2 separate regions of the Hordeum vulgare genome follow, and region 2 is linked to region 1. Evidence: chromatin contacts called from public Hi-C data. All regions are on one chromosome and are shown on one strand. Each heading gives the region's core, a stretch centred on a gene start, on an enhancer-like site or on the middle of the called end of the contact. The rest is flanking DNA. Distances are from core to core; before and after follow the strand shown.

Region 1 (4,513 bases), core at 1,255-3,754:
AAGTTTGTTATCAGCGGTGGGAGTGATAGCGACCGAAGTCAACATTCTAACCATCTGCCATGTTATCTGGTGTGCATCTTGAGCTTCAGTATGCCAAATCGCTATGCTGTTTTCCAAATTAACAAACCAAGGGACACCTAGTTGATAAGCCCATGCCATGTCCACTTGCACGTCCGTTTTGTTCTCATGTAATCATCCATGTTAAATAATTCAGACCGATCGATTGATTGAGTATTTATTGTTTAATCAATGTTAGAGGACCACCCAAGATCACATGCTGATACTGGGAGAACAAGAGCATCAGCATGACGAAGTTAATAATTTGAAGAAAATTACCGGTTGAGATGCCACAGCTGAGGAGGCACATCTTCTCCAGCGGGGCGGCGGGGTTGATCTTGACGGCGCAGGCGGCGTCGAGCACGGTGTACTCGGCGAAGGTGGACGTGTTGAGGAAGTGATAGACCGGCACCGTGTCGCCGGAGGTGTTCACCACGGAGAACCTCGTCCCGTCGTCGGATACCATGGTGCTCTTGAAGGGGTTTACACGGTAGGTTCCGCACAGGTTGGTCGCGCTGGAGTGGCAGTGGGCGCACGTCCCGCACTCCCCGTTGAAGATGGGGACGATGTGATCTCCCGGCGCAAGGTCCTCCACGCCTTCGCCGACGCTCTCCACTACTCTGTATTGAAGTGACCGCCACCGTCAGACCAGGCGATCAGCTGAATTTTGAAAATTATAAAAATGCGTGCAATATAATAGAAGAGATTGTGCAGGGTGACACACTAGCATACTGTACACGTGTGACTGCCACCGTGAGGTCAGCTAAACTTTGAGAAGTATATAAATGGAATCAAACAAGATGAATTGACATGCTATAACCATGTCTGAATTTGACTCTTTCTTTACCTCCAAAAACAAAATAAATGGAGTAACGGAATCTGTAGCAGGCTTCTCTAACCATATCCTGAATTTGACCCACTTTTCTCCTCCGAAAACAAAATATATACTTATATGTATCTACGGTTAGTTATTGCAGCGGACACATCACCCATCAAATCTGGTGTATCATTTCTGAAGTCAAAGTCTTCACATGCATGGCATAATCCGGCAAGTACGACAAGCTAGATACTTTGGGAGTACACATGCCAAGGGATGGGCCATATGGGCGTATGAGCTAGGCTGGGGTGATGGATGGAGCCATGCCTTGGTGCTTCCGTTGGACCAAGGCTCCAATTGTCATCGATCGCCGCAGCGTGCCCATGTGACAACAACCATATAACCCATATTTAAAGATGCATACAAAATGATATCGCCTCTGATCTGTCTGACCGACATGGATAGACATATCCTCCCATCCACAAAGACGTTTCTTGTCTCACCAGTTTTACATACATGCATAGTTTTTCTTTTTTCATTCTCGATCAGGCGAAGAGGAAACTTTTTTCTGATTTCTATCACTGTATTAAAAAATAACTTGTCTAAATAACTGTTGTACATCCAGTGACAGCGCTTAAGCGATCCAGTGACAGTGATCGAGCACTGTATCCCAACTGCGGGCCTTCTTCTTAAGCGAATGGAGTGATTAAGAAGCGATTGCGTGTGGCTAGAAAAAGTCGCTTGAACCTTGACTTCTCCGCCCTAGATAAGCACAAAATTTCTCATTCCAGAAGATAGCTAATTAATTGCCACGTTGCACGTGCCCTAAGCTATCTCGAAACACACACAAAAATAAATAAATGAGAAAAGTAATCACAAATCCCTTGATATCTCATTTCAACTGTACGAGCTATACTTGTCGACGCATGGCCGCTTGTGATTAAGTTGTGAAAAGTAGTAGCACGGGAAGAAGAAAAATCAAAGAGAGAATTGGAAATCAAAGGTGGAGAGCAACTTTTGACGAACGTACGTACGTACCCGGCTGCTTCGTGTCCGAGGATGCGAGGAAACCTGCGTTGACGCTCGTTCTGCGTCGTCAAAGCAGCCAGGAACTCAGATCGATCGGAGGATGAAGCAAAGAAGAAGAAATCAAAGCATCTCCATGCATGGCTAAGCTAGTCTTGAGGGGTTGTGGTAGTTAGCTAGCTATACCTCTCCTCTCCAGAAGCTGAGGTCGGTGTGGCAGATGGAGGTGAAGAGGACCTTGACGCGCACCTCCATACGCGCCGGTGGCGCCACCTCCACCTCCTCCATCACCAGCGGCTCGCCGGGACCCCACGCCACCGCCGCTGTTCCCACGACGCCAAACCGTGGTTAGTCAGTGGTTCATGGCGCCGGCAGGTGCATGCATAGATAAGAATCGAAGAAGAAAATGGCCTGAACAAGATGAGGAGGGGTTTGAAGATCGGGGGGAGAACCTTTGCATTTGATGGGCTTGCCCTTGGTGCTGCCGCCATTGGAGTAGCCATTGGTTGCCATGGTGTGAGCTTCTCGGTTTGATTGGAGTACTTTTCTATCAAGGGGAAGTGGAAGTTCTTCTTCCCAGTTGAGCAAAGGCAGCGCAGCGATGCAGCTGGCAGCGTGGTTATATAGAACGAGCCGGCGTTGATGGTCCTGTCTGCCATGTGCCGTCCCACCTAGGCTGCAAACCTGACGGGTAGGCCCCATGGAGTATCCTTCCCAAAATACCCCTGGAGTCGAATGGTATTCACAAGCAAAAACCACATAACCTGGTAGTTTTTTTTTTCCGTAGATTCGTATTTTTAAAACGTTTTATCTTTTATATCGTGCGTACAAATCTCGAATCGTTTCCACCGTTGTATTCCTCACATCGAGATATTTCGACGAACTTTTTATTCATGAAAAAAACCTGAACAGAAAAACCATGCCTCTCACGGCTCTTACCTTGCTTGACTGTGGCTCTTATGCTGGTCACAATGAAAGTATTTTAGATAGTATCATACGTGTCAATTTTTAGTATATGTGGCACATAATTAAATGAGAAAGAAAGAGTTAAATATCATATATGATACCGTATCATATTAAATGATGTATAGTATCTGCCTTGTATAACAATAAATGAAACTTCTATGATACCAATTTATAATACTAGGCTGGTCGTAATGGAAAGTATCATATATTAGTATCATGCATATGATACTAGTGTATAATATACCTTTCTGATGCATAATATCGTATGTTAGTATCATGTATTATTTTATTTTTTATCATGCATGATACATAGTAGTATAACTTTTATTATGATACGGTATGATGATATGATATTTAACCTCCTCTTTCTTTATTCAATTCTATGAAACCTCATCAAAATTGTCTACTCCCTCCGTCCGGGTGTATAGGACATGCACGTAGTTCTAGGTCATTAATTTAACTATTTAAATATGTATTATATGTAATAAATAATATACCATTAGATTCATGCGAAGATGTAGTTTCTGAATATGTAATTTTCATCCCATATAATATATATTTAGCTAGTTAAATTGACAACCTAGAACCACGCGCATGCCCTATACACTTGGACGGAGGTAGTAGTTGGCATGCATAATACTAGTTATGATACTCCCATTACGACCAACCTTATGCACTACTCCCTCTGTCCAATGAAAATGTACATAAAGACATTTTAGGACAAATTATGAAATAGAGTAAAAACATGCATTGGAAAGTTGCAAGACACCATCTCTCTCTTCTTTAATTACCCAACCCCTAATGAGCTAAGTGCATGTAGAAATTAAGGAGACTATGTGTAAAATGTTATTGCTCTTGCTTACTATGTGATAAGAGAGAAGCATTTTTTAATACTTTAAAGTGCATTGAAAAGATAAAAATACACTCTTTTGTGGACAAATTTAAGGTCAAATGTACACTCTTCACCGGACAGAGGGAGTATGTGGCACATAATTAAATGATGAAAGAGAAAATTGAGTGTGATACCGTATCATATTAAATGATGTACTAATATCTGTCTTGCATGACAATAAATGAAACTAATATGGTAACAATTTATGATATTATACACAATGAAGATAGTATCATACACTAGTATTATATGCATAATATTAGTATATATGATAATTTTCATTGTGACTAGCCTTACTCCTCTTAAAGATAACTCTTACCTTCGAGGTTGAGATAAGTGGCGCACTGCATGTGTGCTACTTGTCACAACATGGGATTTTTCTTTTTTTTTCATATATCCGTATTTTTAAAATGTTTTATCTCTTAAACGTGAGTCCAAATCTTGAATCATTTTTACCGTTAAATTTCTCGTGTCGAGATCTTGAAAAAACGATCACATTTTAATAGATTTTGATGAAATTTAAAAAAACGGACAGAAAAACCATGCCTCTTGCGGAAGAAAAAACACGTATTCTCTTTCATTTCCGAGACGCATGGTTGTGCCTCTCGGGGAAGCAAACCCGTTTCTCTCGGAGAAGCAAAACTGTACCCCTCACGAAAGAAAAAAAATGAATTATTTTCCTTTTCAGGAGGCATGACCGTGCCTCTCGCGAAATCAAATCTGTGTCTCTCGTGGAAGCAAAACTATACCTCTCA
Region 2 (4,513 bases), core at 736-3,235, 170 kb before region 1:
GAGTGTACTCTTTGTTTTGGGGTAAAGCCGCATGGCTGTGTTCTCCTGGGTATACAGAGAAAAGAAACGCTAGCAAGTGCTCCCTCCGTTCCTAAATATAAGTCTTTTTAGAAATTTCATTAGGAGAGTACATACGGATGTATATAGACATATTTTAGAGTGTAGATTCATTCATTTTGCTCCGTATGTAGTCACCTAGTGAAATCTCTTAAAAGACTTACATTTAGGAACGGAGGGAGTAGTAAAATACAAGGGTCACTGAGTTACCTATGACTGAGGCTATGAAAACTATTGCCCCTTGTCAAACATTACCATAATAACAAAATTGAATAAGCATTAATTTGTTATTAAAACGTTTATCAGCATACCATCATGCTGAATACCGATCTCCGGTATATCCCTTATTTGATCATCAAGGCTGTCACTGTAGATCCTGGTTTCGATGTCACCCTTAATATATTACCACAGAGCTGAAATAAGGCTATGTTTATATGTAGAGAGGAAGGATGAAATCTTTGTATTTAAAATTTGGACTCACATACTTCTTCACCAATGGTTTTGTTCCTGTTGTCGCTGCCACAACAGTTTCAAAAAGTGTAACCATAAAGATCATGACAGTGTGTGTGCTGGTCATGATAGAAATTATATCCATGGTTATTTTATCTAGCTTTATCCATGATAGAACTGATTATAATGCATACAACACCAATCAAATGAAAAGAAAAACTACAAACACTGAAAATAAGGAGGAGCAAGCCATGCAAGACAGGATATCAATCCTGTCCTGTGCAACAGAGAACAAACAGTAGACATTTTGATTACGAGTGACAAGTTACGAACTAACAAGTGTTCATGCAACAACATCGTGCTATCATATACTTCCTCTCTCTAAAAATAAATGTCGTTGATCTGGTACAAAATTTATACTAACTTAGTATTAAATCTGCGACACTTGTTTTAGAACGGAGGGAGTATATATGAAAGAAACAGATAGTGCGTACCATTAACTATGATGGCTTCCCAAAGAGCATGTTCATGACAGCCCTGAAGACATGCCCCCGCTTGACGGTGCCGCCGCGCACTGCCTCCTCGTCCAACGTGAACCCCTTCTTCTTCATCATCTCGAGCAGCGCCTTCCCCTCTTCGACCTTGTCCATCCTGACGTGCGCCTCGAAGGCAGCAAGGCAAGTCTCGACATTGGGGCGCATCCCCCGGTCGAGCATCTCCAGCAGGTACTTGCGTGCCTCAGCGCACCGGTCGCCCGCCGCGAGCCCCTTGACAAGCACGGCCATGGTGTAAGCGTTGGGCGCGACCCCGCCGGAGAGCATGCGGTTGTAGGTGCGCACGGCGTCGCGCCAGCGGGCGGGGCCGGCGGCCGCGTAGGCCTCGAGGACGGCGGTGTGGGCGACGACGTCGGGCATGGCGCCCTTGTCCCTTATGACAGAGAAGAGGGCCAGCGCCTCGTGCGTGAGCCCGTCCTTGGACAATCCGTCGAACATCTTGATGGCATAGTCGGTGAGGCCTCCGGTGCGCATCCTGTGAAAGATCTCCTGAAGGTTGGTGGGGTCGACCGGGTCGGCCGCAGCGGGGTTCTTGCTGAAGGGTTCGTAGGGCGGCGGCGGAGCGGGGTTCTTTGCCGGGGACGTCGGTGGAGGCTCGGCGGGGCTCTCGTCGTCGTCGGACCAGTCGAAGGAGACGGGGCTGTTGGTGTTGGGGCTGCGGTTGGGCGGTGGAGAAGCGGTGGAGGAGAGGAGGCGGCCGGCACTGGACAGGGCGGCGGAGGAGGTGGGACGGAGTAGGCGGCGGACGGCGGCGACGGCCATGGGGAGGGAGTGGCGGAGCTCCTTGGGTTGCAGTTGCACACACGGAATGAGACGACCGATCCTTGAGTCATATCGGACATGTCGTAGACCGTCGGATGACGAGCACGATGGCCATCAGATCTGGTATTACAGCCACCACGCTCGGATAACAAGGTATGTGATGAATGTCATGGCTCGCCAGGCGCTCGGCCGTCTAACATCGGTCTTAAAACGCAGGGCACATGAAAAGCTTGATGCGCATAGGGGCCTCGGATTTCTGAACGTTGGCCCGAGCAAAATAGAAAATCAAATTAAAATTGAATATCTCGGTTAAATGGAAGAGCTTTAAAACTAAGAAACATAGCGCGTTAAAATAATTAAACAGGCTCCCAAAAAAAAAGAATTAAATAGGAGAGCTTCATGAGAAATTGTTGACCCGTCAAAATCGACTGACCTAACTCAAAATTAAAGACCTAAATTAATTATGAGGCCTTAAAAATCAGGAAGCATAGTGGATACTAGAAGGATTGAACGCGCTTTGCTGCGTGGTTGGTGTTTTTGATTTTCATAATTTTTATACTTCGTCTATCTTAAAGTATATGTTGTACTCCCTTCGTTTTAAAATTATTGTCTCGGATTTATCTAGATATGAATGTATCTAGTCACATTTTAGTATATAGATGCATTTATATCTAGAAAAATTTAAGACAAGAATTTTGAAACGAAGGGAGTATTAGTTTTTTAAAAAGTCAACCCTCTTTGAATTTGACCATGTTTTTATAGAAATATATCAGTATGCATAATATCAAGTCAGATTCTTAGATTTATCATGAAATGAATTTTTATATTATTATTTAGTATTGTGGATGTCCACAAACGAACAACCATCTAACCGCGAGTCTGAACTCCCACGATTAGTGCATCACAATACTAAGAAAAATATTATAGGTAGGAGCCTATTAGTAGCGCTGGAAAGTAGAAAGCGATGCTGCTATTTAGCAGTAGCGCTGGGCACAACGCAGCGCTACTGCTAATGTCCTTAACAGTAGCGCTGGCCTTATATTCTGTGCTACTGATAAACGGGGACCAAGGAGACCACCCGCAGTAGCTATAGTAGCAGCGTCGTTCCTAAACCTTCGCTACTACTAAGGTCAATATCAGTAGCGCTGCGTAGCATCCAGCGCTACTGCTAAAAGCGGCCTAACGACGTAACCGCAGTAGCTGTAGTAGCGGCGCCGGCGTGGTAAAAGCGCTACTCCTAAGTACAATAGCAGTAGCGCTCCTCCGGAACCACCGCTACTACTATGTTGAGTTAACACCCCGCGCCATGCCTAAAAAATTCCTAACTCTCCCCCACTCCCCCACCCCCTCTCTCCTCGAGCTCAAGCCGTCGCCGCCTCCCTCGCCGTCGTCGTCGTCGTCGTTGCCGTCGCCTCCCTCATAGCTGCCTCCCTCGCCGTCGCCACCGCGCCCACTACTAGGAAAAACCTTATATGCATGAGCCTATTAGTAGCGCTGGATTGTAGAAAGCGCTGCTGCTATTTAGCAGCAGTGCTGGAAACAACGCAGCGCTACTAATAATGTCCTTAGCAGTAGCGCAGGCCTCATAATCTGCGCTACTGATAAACATGGACCAATGAGGCCATCCATAGTAGCTACAGTAGAAGCGCCGTTCCTAAACCTGCGCTACTGCTAAGGTCAATATCAGTAGCGCTGCATAGCATCCAGCGCTACTGCTAAAAGGGGCCCAACGACGTAACCGCACTAGCTGTAGTAGCAGCGCCGGCGTGGTAAAAGCGGTACTGCTAAGTACAATAGCAGTAGCGCTTCCATAAACCCACCGCTAGTGCTATGTTGAGTTAACACCCGTCGTGCCTAAAAATTTTCTAACTCCCCCCAATCCCCCACCCCCTCTCTCCTCGATCTCAAGCCGTCGCCGCCTCCCTCATAGCCGCCTCCCTCGCCGTCGCCACCGCCCCCACTACTAGGAAAAACCTTATATGCATGAGCCTATTAGTAGCGCTGGATTGTAGAAAGCGCTGCTGCTATTTAGCAGTAGCGCTGGAAACAACGCAGCGCTACTGATAATGTCCTTAGCAGTAGCGCAGCCCTCATAATCTGCGCTACTGACAAACAGGGACCAACGAGGCCACCCGCAGTAGCTACAGTAGCAGCGTCGTTCCTAAACCTACGCTACTGCTAAGGTCAATATCAGTAGCGCTGTGTAGCATCCAGCACTACTGCTAAAAGGGGCCCAACGATGTAACTGCACTAGCTGTAGTAGCAGCGCCGACGTGGTAAAAGCGCTACTGCTAAGTACAATAGCAATAGCGCTCCCATAAACCCACCGCTACTGCTATGTTGAGTTAACACCCGGCGTGCCTAAAAATTTACTAACTCCCCCCACTCCCCCACCCCCCCTCTCTCCTCGATCTCAAGCCGTCGCCGCCTCCCTCGCCGTCGTTGTCATCGCGTCCCCCGCCGTCGCCACCGCCCGCCTCCCCTCCCGCACTGGTAAGCCCCCTTCCCCTCTCCCGCTCTGGTAAGCTCCCCACCCCCCCCCTCCAGGCGCCGCCGCCCCTCTGACAGTCCGATGCCGACGTTCCAGAAGATTCCCTTTCCTTTTCGTTTTCGTCGTGTGTCTATTTTCTTTTGTCGCATCATCATCGCATCATCTGCATTGCATCGGCATCTCCGTTGCCGCCAGTTTT

The links. Hi-C and Micro-C count contacts between places; a contact is called where the count stands out from the background.
Region 2: a Hi-C map of leaf shows a contact between it and region 1, with 2.3 times the contacts expected there. The contact joins the promoter of LOC123397249 here to the promoter of LOC123397145 in region 1. A contact is called at or near these places in 2 of 6 Hi-C or Micro-C datasets (leaf and seedling).

The regions. Positions count from the first base shown.
Region 1 is chr1H:24,802,505-24,807,017 of MorexV3_pseudomolecules_assembly, reverse strand. LOC123397145 (alcohol dehydrogenase-like 4) reads right to left here and starts at 2,504. Exons shown (of 9, transcript XM_045091828.1): 1 at 2,353-2,504; 2 at 2,087-2,223; 3 at 1,913-1,962; 4 at 337-677. The coding sequence starts at 2,413.
Region 2 is chr1H:24,972,053-24,976,565 of MorexV3_pseudomolecules_assembly, reverse strand. LOC123397249 (pentatricopeptide repeat-containing protein At4g38150) reads right to left here and starts at 1,985. Exons shown (of 3, transcript XM_045091893.1): 1 at 1,849-1,985; 2 at 1,002-1,846. The coding sequence starts at 1,903. The coding sequence ends at 1,008.